2 separate regions of the Mus musculus genome follow, and region 1 is linked to region 2. Evidence: chromatin contacts called from public Hi-C data. All regions are on one chromosome and are shown on one strand. Each heading gives the region's core, a stretch centred on a gene start, on an enhancer-like site or on the middle of the called end of the contact. The rest is flanking DNA. Distances are from core to core; before and after follow the strand shown. Region 1 has its middle 69 kb from the start of Gm24471. Region 2 has its middle 35 kb from the start of Gm26559.

What was found. Hi-C and Micro-C count contacts between places; a contact is called where the count stands out from the background.
Region 1: a Hi-C map of cerebral cortex shows a contact between it and region 2, with 2.5 times the contacts expected there. The contact joins two enhancer-like sites. A contact is called at or near these places in 3 of 484 Hi-C or Micro-C datasets (cerebellar granule neurons, cerebral cortex and nephron progenitors), 2 of 115 datasets of contacts at active chromatin or transcription factors (embryonic hindbrain and forebrain) and 1 of 9 other capture datasets (embryonic stem cells).

The regions. Positions count from the first base shown.
Region 1 is chr13:99,759,732-99,763,584 of GRCm38.p6, reverse strand. No RefSeq gene overlaps it. Among named protein-coding and RNA genes, the nearest start is that of Gm24471, 69 kb to the right of the region's middle. Within about 2 kb of position 1,579, at least 31 of the 459 cell types and tissues checked have an H3K27ac peak or open chromatin away from gene starts, as enhancers often do. A contact at or near this core is called in cerebral cortex, where this site is marked.
Region 2 is chr13:99,549,767-99,553,420 of GRCm38.p6, reverse strand. No RefSeq gene overlaps it. Among named protein-coding and RNA genes, the nearest start is that of Gm26559, 35 kb to the right of the region's middle. Within about 2 kb of position 2,275, at least 25 of the 459 cell types and tissues checked have an H3K27ac peak or open chromatin away from gene starts, as enhancers often do. A contact at or near this core is called in cerebral cortex, where this site is marked.

The sequences.
Region 1 (3,853 bases), core at 330-2,829, 210 kb before region 2:
AAACAGTGCACCCTTTAAACTGATTGGTCTTTAGGGAATGAGGTGACAAGGACTTCCATTGTCTGAAGGTGAACAACACAGAGTCCTGGAATGTGTTCCATCCAGCTGGTTGGTTCTGCCCTGTTTTCTGAGAAATGATCATTAGCCTCAGAGGGGCAAGTGTTTCATGACCTTCCCCAAGTTCCTGAGCTGACCTTTTCAGTTTCTTGATGGCTGCAGACTCTCGGCTTGCTAAGACTTTGGTCTTAAAGTCTCCCCTTTCCAGGTCAAGCTTTCCATGTAGCCCCTCCCGCAACAACAATGAACGCCCTCTCGTGCTTCCAACCTCTGACTTTACATTCCTGCCGAATCTCTCAGGCCTCTAACTAGAGGAAGTTCTCTGCTTTGAAAAATGTTCATAATTAGAGAATCTAGGGTAATTTTCCATTTTAAGGCACGGATTGATAGCTGCATTCCACCTTAAAAGGCCCTCTTATTACTGTAGCAGATGCACATGCTGAATCTATGGATTCAGGTTAGACGTCTGGGAGGGGGAATTTATTTTGTCATTCAAGACATTATAAATAATTCACCAACTGCCTTAAAGCCCAGAGGTGGCACATTGCTGCAACCTTTTCTGAGGAAGCCTTACATTTCCACTCATTGATGGACAGGGCCAGCTAGAGAAGAAAGGATTCTGAAGCCATAGGCAAGGGTGGGCCAGGGAGAGCTTTGACCCTCAGAGAATCAATGTCTTCTTCTGAAGCCCAGAACTTCTAGATCTACCTTTTCACTCAAGATGGCCACAGGGACATGGAGAAGTGACGTGAGTTGGCCAATGTTGATGGGCCCCAGAGATAAATGTGAAGTCTGAAGGGGGCTTTTCAGAATGTGAAAACGGTTGGCCTGTTTGCACTGAAGAAATAAATAACTGTTTTTCTTGGCATTGTGTGTTGACAATGATGATGGTCTTTCTATAGAAATTTATAAGTGGTGGCCAGCAAGAAACACTCCACCTTATTCTTTTTTTTTTTTTTTAAATATTTATTTATTATTATATGTAAGTACATTGTAGCTGTCTTCAGACACACCAGAAGAGGGAGTCAGATCTCGTTACGGATGGTTGTGAGCCACCATGTGGTTGCTGGGATTTGAACTCTGGACCTTCGGAAGAGCAGTCGGGTGCTCTTACCCACTGAGCCATCTCACCAGCCCCACCTTATTCTTTCAGTGCTTGGGTGTCATCATAATCAGATTTCATTATCATTCCTTGACTTGACCACAATCCTTGCTTCAGGGTCAGAAGAAAATGTGGAGCTCACAAACCAACTGTTCTGGAGCTCCAAGGTAAGAAATCTGGCTAGGAATTCCACATCCCTGCGCCTCCTCCACTCCGAGTGGAGGCAGACATTCTCCGTGGCTCTATTCAGATGTTCAGGCAGTGAGCCTGGTCCACAGGGAGACTGGCTCACTATTCAGGGGCCCCCTTCGCTTGCCAACTCTTCTCACCCTGGTCTCCTCTTTTTCACAGTCTAGAGACACCTACCTCCGTGGGATTTACATAAGCCTGAGCAAAGAGCGCTCCAGCTAAGAATATATCCACCCCTCTCCCTGGGCAACGTGCCTGAGAGGTGTGAAAACTGACTCACTGCACCTCTGACTCAATGAACAGACAAATGTATGAAGAAACTCCTGGATTGATGCTGCGGGGAGAGCCCAGTCTTTTTAGCACAGGAAGAAAGAGATGGCTGTTACGAAGTCAAGTCCTAGAGGGTAGAAGCTTTTATTTAAGCACTCTCTCTCTTGCTCTCTCTCTCTCTTTCTTGAATGCTTCAGACAGCTTTAGCAAGTGAAGGTTTTCAAGTATCGAGTGAGGCACAGAGAGGATGGGAGACTGAAATAGGAAATGCTCAGCATAATCTTATCAGCAGCAGTGCACGCTGGCTGTGGGATTTGTCTGGGCAGTTCAGGCTTGGATGGTTTTCCCACACACCAGAGACTCCCTGATTGCCAGAGCGTGAAATGCTAAGACCTGTAACTCTAGGACCAGTTCTTCTGGGCAGAAAGCCATAGCCTACAGGAGAACCATGGTATGTGGCAGCCCCGTGAGCAGCCTGAGGTCTTCAAGATCTCTAGATGCCTGTTGTAGTGTTGTCCATGGAAGGAACCATGTCCATTTCTTGGCCCTCATGACAATGTCCCTGATAGGTATGGTCATTACCAGTTTAGTTTTCTCTAGGTTGAGTTTCTCCTGCCTTTGCCTGCAGAAAGGTCTCAGGTATTGATCAGTTTTTTTCTTATACTTGACAACTGAGACACAGGTCTAGCAAGGACATGGAGAAGTGTGTACAAACAGCCAGTGTCCATCAGTGATAGCTTGCTCTTTGCTAGTTGATAGCTGCAGCTTGGACCATTTAGTTCTAAGGGAGGCACTTCTGGTTACACATCCAATAGCCAATCTTACTGATCTTAGCTTTCCTGTTTCCATGGTGAACAATGCCACCTAAAGCAACTTGGGGGGATGGGTGGGGGGACATTATTTGGCTTACATTCCAGGTCATAGTTCATCACCAAACTCTAGCAGGAAATGAAGAATCGTTGCTTAGTGGCCCACTCCCTCTGACTCTTGTCAGTCAGTTTTATTATACAACCCAGGGCCACCTGGGACTCTGGCACTGCTCAGAGTATTGAGTAGCATACCATTTCTCTACCAATCAACAGTTACAACAGTACCCCACAGGTGTGGTCACGGGCCATTCTGATCTGGGCAATCCTTCAACTGACACTATCCATCCAGGTGATTTCTGGTTGTGCCAAATTGGGCATAAAAACAACCAGGACACCTCCTTCTTCCTTGCTGAAGGACTCAACCTCCTGCCAACATTGAAGTTGGATTGTAAAACCCTAGGCGCTTCCTGGGATCGCTGACTTTGTGAACCTCAGCTTCAGGTCTTACTAACTGTGACCTCTGGCAAGTCATTGAACTTCTCTGTATCCCACTTCCTCATCTGTGATTGGATGTAACACTTCCTGACGACTGCACTCTGCTCCATATTACTCCTTAGGTAGAGTTTCTGACCTACTGCAATCACAAGCCAGTCCCTACTGCGGCTCAGGTACAGACACGTCAGGTGCTACTGACCCCGTGGATGGAGGAGAATGTCTGTTGAGGAGCTTCTGTCCATCTCCAGTGCTTTGTCTGCCTCTTTGTGATGTCTGAAACTGCAGAGGCTATTCCAATCCAGAACAATTTGATTTGGGGATGCTTTGTTTATGGGATAATAAGCTGTAACTCTTTTAGCAGCTATGTTCAAAACCATTCTAAGTGGTAGACCTAGTAATGACATAGAAAAGCAGTGCATTTAAGCCACACAAGGATTCATATGATATTTTGCTTTAAATTTTTCTAAAACTCAAATTGTTTTACATTCACAAATATATATGTATATATGAAAAGCTTATAGTGAAAAAAGGGGGCATTCATGTTCCCAGTTCTCAGGTTAGCTAGCTAACTACCACTTTCAGTCTTTTATTTGCCTTCCCAGAGATTTCTGAAAATAAACACAAAGTAAATGTAAGCAAGATACAAAATTGCTTACCCTCGTGGTAATATAAACATTACAAAGCTATACATCATCTTGTTCCTGACTTTATTCACTTATGATATTTTGGTAATAATCAGATATTCCTGAGTAACATAGAAAGAATCACTGTCTTCGGGTGATGAGGAAATGGCTCTGCAGTCAAGAGCATCGGTGGCTGTTGCAGGGAACAGAGGTTTGTTGCCACATCCCATGTAAGGCAGCTCACAACTGGCTGTAAACACCACACACACACACACACACACACACACACACACACACACACACAAATA
Region 2 (3,654 bases), core at 1,026-3,525:
CACACTTGAGCACAGTACAACCAGTTTAAGCCTATCCCTGACTAGTTTACAAATAAATGAGGCTCAGACTATGTTCATTTTATTTGGTTTTGACAGTTACTGGGGCGGTAACCCCTAATCTATTCTTCTAACTAAAGGCCTGGCTACCTCCCCAGCAGTGTACCCCAGATACTTGGCCACATGCTCATGGTTCATCTGCCCTGTGGTGGTTTGTATATTCTTGAACCAGGGAGTGGCACCACTTAGAGGTGTGGACTTGTTGGAATAGGTGTGACCTGGTTGGAATAGGTGTGTCACTGTGGGTGTGGGCATAAGATCCTCACCCTAGTTGCTTGGAAGTCAGTCTTCCACTAGTAGCCTTTGGATGAAGACATAGAACTCTCAGCTCTGCCTGTGCCATGCCTGCCTGGATGCTGCCATGCTCTCACCTTGATGATAATGGACTGAACCTCTGAACCTGTAAGCCAACCCCAATTAAATGTTGTCCTTCATAAGAGTTGCCTTGGTCATGGTGTCTGTTCACAACAGTAAAATCCTGACTAATAATCCCCTCATGGCGGCTTCCCCTCTTCTCTTGTTCTCCGTTCTGTCTCTCCTCGTCCAGCCAGGTCACTTCAAACCCACCTATGTCTAATCCCTTCAGTAATTGGCTGTAGCCAATTTTATTTAACCAACAGTTTTTAAATCAAGGAACAAGGTCTGTACAACAAAAGCTTGTAAACAAGAAAAGTCACTCAGCGGCCTAGAATTTAGCATTACACTACGTAGCAATAGACTAAACCTCGACACTTGAGCATATGGAGCACATATGGACGAAGCTAGTGCCATGGCCTTGGTAGGGACAGAATGACATGGTTCCTGCTCCTGGGACAGGGTCAGCACATGTGGGCTCCATGAATGTAGACTGCTACTGTGGGTGTAAGCCTTGTTTGTATAATAATGTACATATTTTCACATTCCTCTGAGGAAAGTCCTCCCTGTTAACATTAATGACTCCATGATAACCAAAGACTGCATGAAGTCAGGAAGTAAAGAAAGGTGGGTCTAGTGGCTCAGCAAACTGGTACCTTCAGAACAGCCCTTAAGGCTTTGGAAAAGAACTCTAAAAACATGACTTTGAATATATATATACATATATATATATATATGTATATATATACATACATATATATACACATATATATGTATATATATATGTGTGTATATATATGTGTGTGTGTATATATATATATATATATAAAAAATTTCTCAGCTATGCAAAATATAAAGATACAATATGAATTGTATGAGGAGCTTCAGAGATCTAAAGGAACAGTGGCAGCTACAGTCCGAGCCAGCTTGTTGGAAAGACACAAAGACAGGCAGTTAAAATGCAGGCAGATTCTTGAGCTCGAGGTCACAGGATACTGATTCACAGGACAATCAAAAGGGAACCTAGAATAAATAACTGAATTGATATGTAAATTTAAAAAACTGAGCTTTTGGTCTGCATAGGAGGAGCTAGCCGAAAGCAGTAACAGTTCCTTAGAATTTTTCTTTAGCAATAACTGAGCTGTCTGGAGAGGAGAAACAGATCTTCAAGAATTTTTTTCTAACAGGATTTCTGATTTGGTCAGAAAATCCATGGAGAGCGAACATAGCTCTTTTAAAATTTTTTATAACTCTTTTAAAAATTTTTTCTCACAGGACTTTTGACCTTGGTCAATGAGAAATCCCGAGAATACTTAGAGAGCTAGCAGCTCTTTCCAAACTTCTCTAGCAGCATCCAAAGATGAAGAGCGAACAGAGCTCTTTTAGAATTTTTTCCAGCTTTCTAAATTTGATTGGAAAACCCAATAATTACTTTTGGAGTTTTTCTACCAGGTTTTTTGACTTGGTTGGAAGATCCAAGGATTTTTTTTTTTTTTTTTAATAGCAGTTTTTCTGACTTTGGTCAGAAAAGCCATAAGCTATACAGACAGCTTTTAGAATTTTTACTAGCAGAGAGAGCTGGCTCAAACAGAAAGCTAGCTGTCTCACCAGAGAGTTTTTAGAGTAGCAACAAAAAGTCATCTAGAACAGAGCAGAACAGAGAGAGAGACAGACAGACAGACAGAGCACAGTTTGGAAAGCCATCTAGGCAGGACCCAGGTGATCAGCTTGGATCCATGATAATGACTTCTAGTTGTTTCTTTTCAGCGCTCCCAGGCACCCTGTCACTCAGAAACCAGGACCCAGCCGATGCTCGTTCTTGGCCTGCATCACTGTGAGCAGAAGCAGGAGCTACACGGCCGCCCACACACAGAGCAGACGGCACGCCACCAGCGATGGAATGAGGCACCTCTGGCAGTCCTATGGCTTCAGGACTGCAGCTTGAGATCTTGTGCATTTTGAAGGAGGGTAAAGAGAGCCAGGAGTCAGTTCCACAACGAACATAGGAAGAAATGTGTTCTTAACCCACCATAGCGTGGAGCATCCCTCAATAGTACAATGATCCACTGGCTTAGGATCTCTTAGACTTTCAGTCAGCATCTGTTCACAGGGGATACATAGTGATCAGCCAATAAGCCTTGGTTCTATTTTTAGATGCTGCTCCTCAGGCATCTCCACACCGCTCAGAAACACAGTCTTAAGTCTGCCTCTCGTTTGAAGAGGGAAATGCATTGTGTTTACTGGGTCTGTTCACATCCCTTTTCATAAACAGGTTAATTTCTTGGGAATACTTAGACATGTATTTTCTGGCCCACACAAAACCACTCAAAGAGCAAACAATTGAAAATCGTATTTGGTTTTATTTTGTTTGTTTTCTAGTTTGTGAGAAACATGACACTGTAGTCTAACATGGCAGATCACAGATTCAGAGACCAGAACTGGGGTTGTAGCTCAGCGATAAAATATTTGCCTGGTACATGAGAGAACATGGCTTTCATCCCCAAATACCACACACGAAACAAGGACAAACACCATACACATAGGACAGACAGGGCCTTGGAAGAACAACAGATGCCTTGCCTTTGGAGAATTCTACGGTAAATATGGAAAAGGGTAAAAATGTCTCTACATTTTCTCCCATCAAGCAGAGACTAAGCACACTGGCAAGGGTATGTGGGGCAATCTTATTGCTTCATTCTGCAGAGCTCCTGTCAGTTTGAATGAAGCCTTCCGTCATTAGCTCAGATACCCATGGCAACAACAGCCCTGCATGCTTTCTGAATGGTAGGCTGGTTTTCCATCCTACAAAACACTTCCCTGGTGTGATCTTATTTAACGTCACGATATCTCAGTGAGGAGGGCACTACCTAATTTTCTCCAGAGCACTCTCTGACCCTTTATCACTGAGAGAAAACAAAGGCAAGCAAATGTCTTCTGCTCTGCTGTGAGATCCCAGAGAACATAGGAGGAGCCAGAGATAGACGCAGGGCCTGGGTCGTCAGGTTCTGATACTGTGAAGCCAATGCAGCAGGTAACACTTGCTTTTCCAATACTCTCTCATGGGGAGGCTCACAGTGCAGTTTGAGTAGCTGGTGTTGAGCTCACGTAAGTCCTCCGAGTGGACAGGAAAGAATGGGTCTCTGTGGCAGAGCTCGTCCTCCCTCTGCTTAGTCAGCATCTTTTCCCTCCGAGCAGGGAGCAGCTGGGCTTAGTGAGCCGGAACCCAAGCAGATCAATAGCATG